Linked DNA regions of Pan troglodytes: region 1 is linked to region 2. The links are chromatin contacts, called in public Hi-C maps. All regions are on one chromosome and are shown on one strand. Each heading gives the region's core, a stretch centred on a gene start, on an enhancer-like site or on the middle of the called end of the contact. The rest is flanking DNA. Distances are from core to core; before and after follow the strand shown. Region 1 has its middle 310 kb from the start of DHX35. Region 2 has its middle 150 kb from the start of DHX35.

Region 1 (2,700 bases), core at 44-2,543, 160 kb before region 2:
ATTATCCTGAAGACATGTTGCTATCCAAGGGGATGCAATGTGAGCATACACAGGTATGCATATTTTGGGGTGCCTTCATACATATTGTAAATATATCTGTATGTATCAGGGCAAGAGGTGTAGGGAGTTTGCTGCCTCGATGGATTAAGAGCTGAGCCATCAATTTCCATCCTTATGTCATAGTGAGTGATTTGGCTTGTCACTGGGACATTGCCATTCAAATTTAGCTCTTATGATCCAGAAACTTTTTCTGTCATGTGAACTGCTGCATTCTCAGGACCCAAAAGAGAGCCTGGCACAGAGGAAGTTTCAATGACATATACTGATAGAATAGATTAATGGATGGATGGAAAATAGATGGATTGATAAATGGATGAATGGGGAAGGATGGGCAGATGGATGGAAAAGGATGGAGGGATACATGGCAGGGTAGATAAATGAGTAGCTGGGTAGGTGGGTGGCTGGGTGGGTGAGCTGATGGAAGGATGGATGGATGAGGGGCTAGATGGATGGAGGGGATGGATGGATGGGAGAATGGCTGACTAGAATAAATGGTTTGCCATAGGTCACTGGGTCTATCAGGCCTCCCAGTAGTGGGTGCATCCCAGTCTTTTTCCCTCAGGGTAAATCCTAAGCTTCTCTGGCTTTCAGACAGCTCAGCTCAACCTCAGACAGCTTCATCCGGGGCAGGCAGCAGGCTCAGAGGGCTCACAAGCTGCCAGAATCAACCAAGGCAAAATACTGCAGAGTCAAGAGCAGGAAGGGCAGGGACTGCTTTGGAGTAGCTGACAAATCTCAGCTTTGCTGGGCTAACAGGAAGCTGGCCTGGCCAGGCAGGCCCAGGAGGATACAAACCAAAAAGGCCCCTTCAGGGTCTTGTATACCCCAAGCCAGGGTTCCTGCATCTGGCTTTTGTGCTGGGGCTGCAGCTGCCAGCTCCTGACCCTATCCCCAGGCCTGTCCTTCTCTGTCACTGTTCTTCCTGCTCCTTGCATCTTCCACAGCAGGGGGAAGCCACGTGCCCATCCCCATCCAGACGCAGATGCGGCTCATCACAGTTCCATCACCCCAGACTAGGATGATACAGGGAATCTACGGATAGCTTCCCATCACTGCTGTCCTTGCTTCCCAGACTTCCCTGGGTGTTGGTTCTCTCTGGAGCTGACCAGACCCTGGAGGGGGCCCCAAGACCCCAAGCGGGTCAGTTTGTGTGGCTGTCAGTCCTCCCACCATCCTTTTGAGCATTGACAGGGTTTTGCCTGGCCCACCTGCTGTCGGGGCCTGCCCCCTAGTGGCTGACTCTGCCCCATACACTGCCCTACCCCAGGGCACCAGCTCTGAGCCTGGTGGCCCCCTCAGCCAGCCTCAGCCAAGAAAGGAGCGCTGAGTCTTTGCAAAAGCTCCACCATGGCCTCATTTCTCCCTTTTCAGCCATGGACATGGTGGGGCCAGATCTCTCCACATGCACACAGTACTGGATGCCCGGAGTCTGCATTGCCCCCAGTCTGTCTGCAAGTGTCCATCCATCCGGATGGTGATTAAGCACGAACAGGAAGAGTTAGGATGTGATCCCTGAACCCAGGAGGCTCATAAAGACAATAGCTGGGACGATAGCAAGAGGCACTGGGCGTCCTGTCTATTTTGGGGAGGCCCCAAGCATGGCTGGCCAAAACCAAGGGCATCCTGAGGCTCATTAATCTGTGTGGGAGTTATGAAGACAGGATAGAGGGTCCAGGAGGCCTTCCACCAGCCGTTTCCTCCCAGCCCACCGGCTCTGCTCCATACTCCACACGCGGAGCCCCTGGCCCCAGCCTCCAGAGACCCAGCCTTGCCAGCTCTCTGCGGTAGACCCAGCTCCCTTCCTCTCCTTTCAAAGACTTGTACTGAGAGATTAGAGGCCCTGGCCTTTCTGGGATCCACTCTTTGTTTTCTCCCTGAGGGAGGCAAAGGAAGAAGTAAAACACTATCAGCCTCATCCAGGCTGAGGCAATGGAGAAAATGCCTTGAAATATCCTTCTGGTGCTCTGTTCCCACGGCCTGGCCTCCTTGGAGCCCAGGAGTAGCAAAAGGTTAATTGCTAGGGTGTCGGGCCCAAGCAGTGGGCTGGAGGAGCCAGAAAGCCAACTGTTAAATATGCAGTTGTTACATATGCCTCTCTCCCTTCCCTTCTCCCTCTATCCTTCTCTCCCAATCACTAAACGGTTGCTAGCTTGAAATCAGACATGATGTAAGCAAATGCCTCTCTCTCTTCCCTTCTCCCTCTATTCTTCTCTCCCAATTGCTAAACAGTTGCTAGCTTGAAATCAGACATAGTGTAAGTATTTACACCACAGAAATTGGCAAACACTGTAAAACAAACCAGTACCATCAAGGCAGTCGTGAATCCCCACTTTCCTGGTCCCAGGATGAAAGTCAGACACCCAATTGACTTGGTTGGAAACCATCACTTGTGACAGTTTTAGGGCCACAGAGACTGGAGTACACACCAGCATATTGTTCCCAGCACCCTAACCTTATTCCACCTGCCCTTGCAGTCTCTGACCCTGGATGGTACTAGGACATGAGATCAGTCTGAAGAGTCAGGAGACCTGGATTCTACCGCAGATGCTGCCCCTGTCACTTTACCTCACTGATTCTTTATTTTTCAACAGGAAAATGGAGCAGTAATAACCCACTGTGGGACTCAAACTTCATTGGGTT
Region 2 (2,700 bases), core at 13-2,512:
AATCAGATTCGGGAGTAGGGTCAGAGAGTTCCTCCTCCTTCTTCCCTTCCCCTCCCTCCTTCCCCTCCTTCCCTTCCCCTCTTCCTCCCCCTGCCCCTCCTCCTCCTCCCCTTTTCCTCCTCCCTTTCCCCTCCTCCCATTTTCTATCCTCCCACTCCTCCTCCCCCTCCTCTCCCTCCCCTCCCCCCTTCCTCCTCCCCTTTCCCTCCTCCCTCTATCCTCCCCCTCCTCCTCTCCTCTCTATCCTCCTCCTCCCCCTTCCTCCCCTCTCCCTCCTCCCACTCCTCCTCCCCCTCCTCTCCCTCCCCTCCCCCTTCCTCCTCCCCTTTCCCTCCTCCCTCTATCCTCCCCCTCCTCCTCTCCTCTCTATCCTCCTCCTCCCCCTTCCTCCCCTCTCCCTCCTCCCTCTCCTTCTCTTCCTGCTCCCTCCAATGCACCCTTCTCCCTCGCTCTTCCTCCCTCTTCTTCCTCCTGCTCCACTGCCCATCCTCCTTTTTCCTGCACCAACCAGACACAGGCTAAGAGAGTACAATTGGTGGGACCCTGAGAAGCCATAAAAATCAAAAGTGCATCCCCCATGGCCCCTCCAGCTCTGGAGAGTTATCCCTGTCATCCTGCCAGGTTTGTGCAACCTCATTTTACAGAGCAGGCACCTGATGTGTTAGTTTTATTCCAAGTGTATGTGCTGACTTTGGAGAGATTGTTATTAAACACTCGGGCTTGGGAATCAGGCTGCCTACATTTGTGTCTTCAATCTACCTGGCTGTGTGAACTTGGACAGGCTGCTCAACTTCTCTGAGCCACCATTCCCAGAACTGTAAAATTAAGATATAATTGTACCCGGCCCCCCAGGTTGACATGAGGGTAAAATGTGATAAGACACATAGTGCTAGATATTTTCACATGCAAGAGCTAATTCTGTTCCCCAAACATCCCAGGGCATCATGAGTACTAACATACCCCATTTTACAGATGAGAAGCTGAGAGAGGCTGAAATGATTGGGCAGAGGTTATGCTGACAGTGGCTCAAGCCTAGGCTTGTCCAATTCCAAATTTGCATAAGAATTCATTGGCCATGTCCCCCTACTTTGTGCAAGCTCTTCCCTCTGCCTACAATGCCCCTTTCTTTTGACTCAGCCAGAGAAACTATGAGACCCAGGCCAGAGGTCTCCTGCTCTGTGAGGGCTTTCTCTACCCCTCCAGACCCAGCAAAGCTCCCAGGAGACCAGCCCAGATCTTTATTAGCATGTGGATCACGTGACAGGATCATCACCTGTCCACCTGCCTGGCTCCCACTAGGTGGAAGCTCCTGGGGGCCAGGGCTGAGGCTATTTCCCTGCAGCTGTGTCCAGCTTGGAGCATTGAGTGGCATTGTGGGAGCAGGGAGGAAGGAAGAGAAGAGAGGAAGAAGGGGAAGAGAAAGGAAAGAGACAAGAAAAGAGGAGGGAGGACAGGAGGGAGAGCACAGGGGAAGCAGGGATGCAAATGAGGAAAAGAGGAAGGAAGGGAGGTGGGAGAGAAGGAAGAGGGGGAAAGGAGGGAGGGAGAGAATAGGAGAGAGGGAAAGGAAGAGAAGAGGAGAGAAGGAAAGGAAGGGGAGGAGGGGGAGTGCAGAAATGAACAAAAAAAGGAAGGACCGAAGGGAAAAAGGACAGAGGGCAAAAAGGAAGGAAGAGAGGGAGAGAAAGGGGGAAGGAAGGAAGGGAGGGAAGGAAGGGAGGGAGGGAGGGAAAGGAAAAAAGGGATGGAAATAGGGAGGGGGAAAATGGGAGGGAGCGAGGGAAGGAAGAAATGAAAAAAAGGGAAAGAGGGAGGGAGGGAGAGAGACAGTGCCCTACTTCTCACAGTTACCTTAGTGGGGGGTCTCTTCCTGGCAGAGGAAGCAGGCATGGGTACCTCAGTACCAGCCACCTGGCCTTCTCCCAACACTTCCTTTCGACCAACTCTCTCCTGCCCCCAAGGCTAGTGCCAGCGCCTGACTCTGATTCTCTCCGAGTCGGCATTTTTCTTCCCATGCTGGGGCACAGGCGCAGGCTCCGGGAGTTAACACACCTGCCACTCCTGTGCTGACACACAGCTTTTCAGAAAACGGGGAGACAGGAAGCGAGCCTAGACGCTGCTGGGGTGGGAACAGACCCTGGAGGCTCCCCCAGCTGGGGAGGGGGCTGCTGGGATGGAACGGGCCCTGGAGGCTCCCCCAGCTGAGGAGGGGGCTGCTGGGGTGGGAACATACCCTGGAGGCTCCCGCAGCTGGGGAGGGGGCTGCTGGGGTGGGAATAGGCCCTGCAGCCTCCCCCAGCTGGGGAGGGGGCTGCTGGGGTGGGAACGGGCCCTGGAGGCTCCCCAAGCTGGGGAAGGGGACTTCTGGGTTGTTCTAACAGAGGACTCTGTGGGGGGACTCCTCCCACTGGCCCCTCTACCCATGCCCCCACCTCACCCTCCTCCTCCCGCACATTGAACCGGGTGAAAAAATGTCTCCCCCACTGCAGGCAGGGCACTGGCTGGAACGCACAGGAAGGAAGCCTCCAGCCCCCTCACCTGTACAAGATGTCAGGGCAGCCCTTCCTCTCATCACCTGCAAACAAGATGTCCAGAAACACTGCCAAGAAACAGCCACCAAAGTTCAGCAGCCCCAGAGCAATTTGACAAAATAAAATGCCCCTTTTCAGAACATCATATTAGCCTGCTGGCCCCTCAATG

What was found. A called contact is a pair of places that touch in the nucleus more often than the background predicts.
Region 1: a Hi-C map of induced pluripotent stem cells shows a contact between it and region 2, with 1.7 times the contacts expected there. The contact joins two enhancer-like sites. A contact is called at or near these places in 2 of 7 Hi-C or Micro-C datasets (both in induced pluripotent stem cells).

The regions. Positions count from the first base shown.
Region 1 is chr21:45,505,529-45,508,228 of NHGRI_mPanTro3-v2.0_pri, reverse strand. No RefSeq gene overlaps it. Among named protein-coding and RNA genes, the nearest start is that of DHX35, 310 kb to the right of the region's middle. Within about 2 kb of position 1,293, at least 2 of the 24 cell types and tissues checked have an H3K27ac peak or open chromatin away from gene starts, as enhancers often do. A contact at or near this core is called in induced pluripotent stem cells, where this site is marked.
Region 2 is chr21:45,345,878-45,348,577 of NHGRI_mPanTro3-v2.0_pri, reverse strand. No RefSeq gene overlaps it. Among named protein-coding and RNA genes, the nearest start is that of DHX35, 150 kb to the right of the region's middle. Within about 2 kb of position 1,262, at least 3 of the 24 cell types and tissues checked have an H3K27ac peak or open chromatin away from gene starts, as enhancers often do. A contact at or near this core is called in induced pluripotent stem cells, where this site is marked.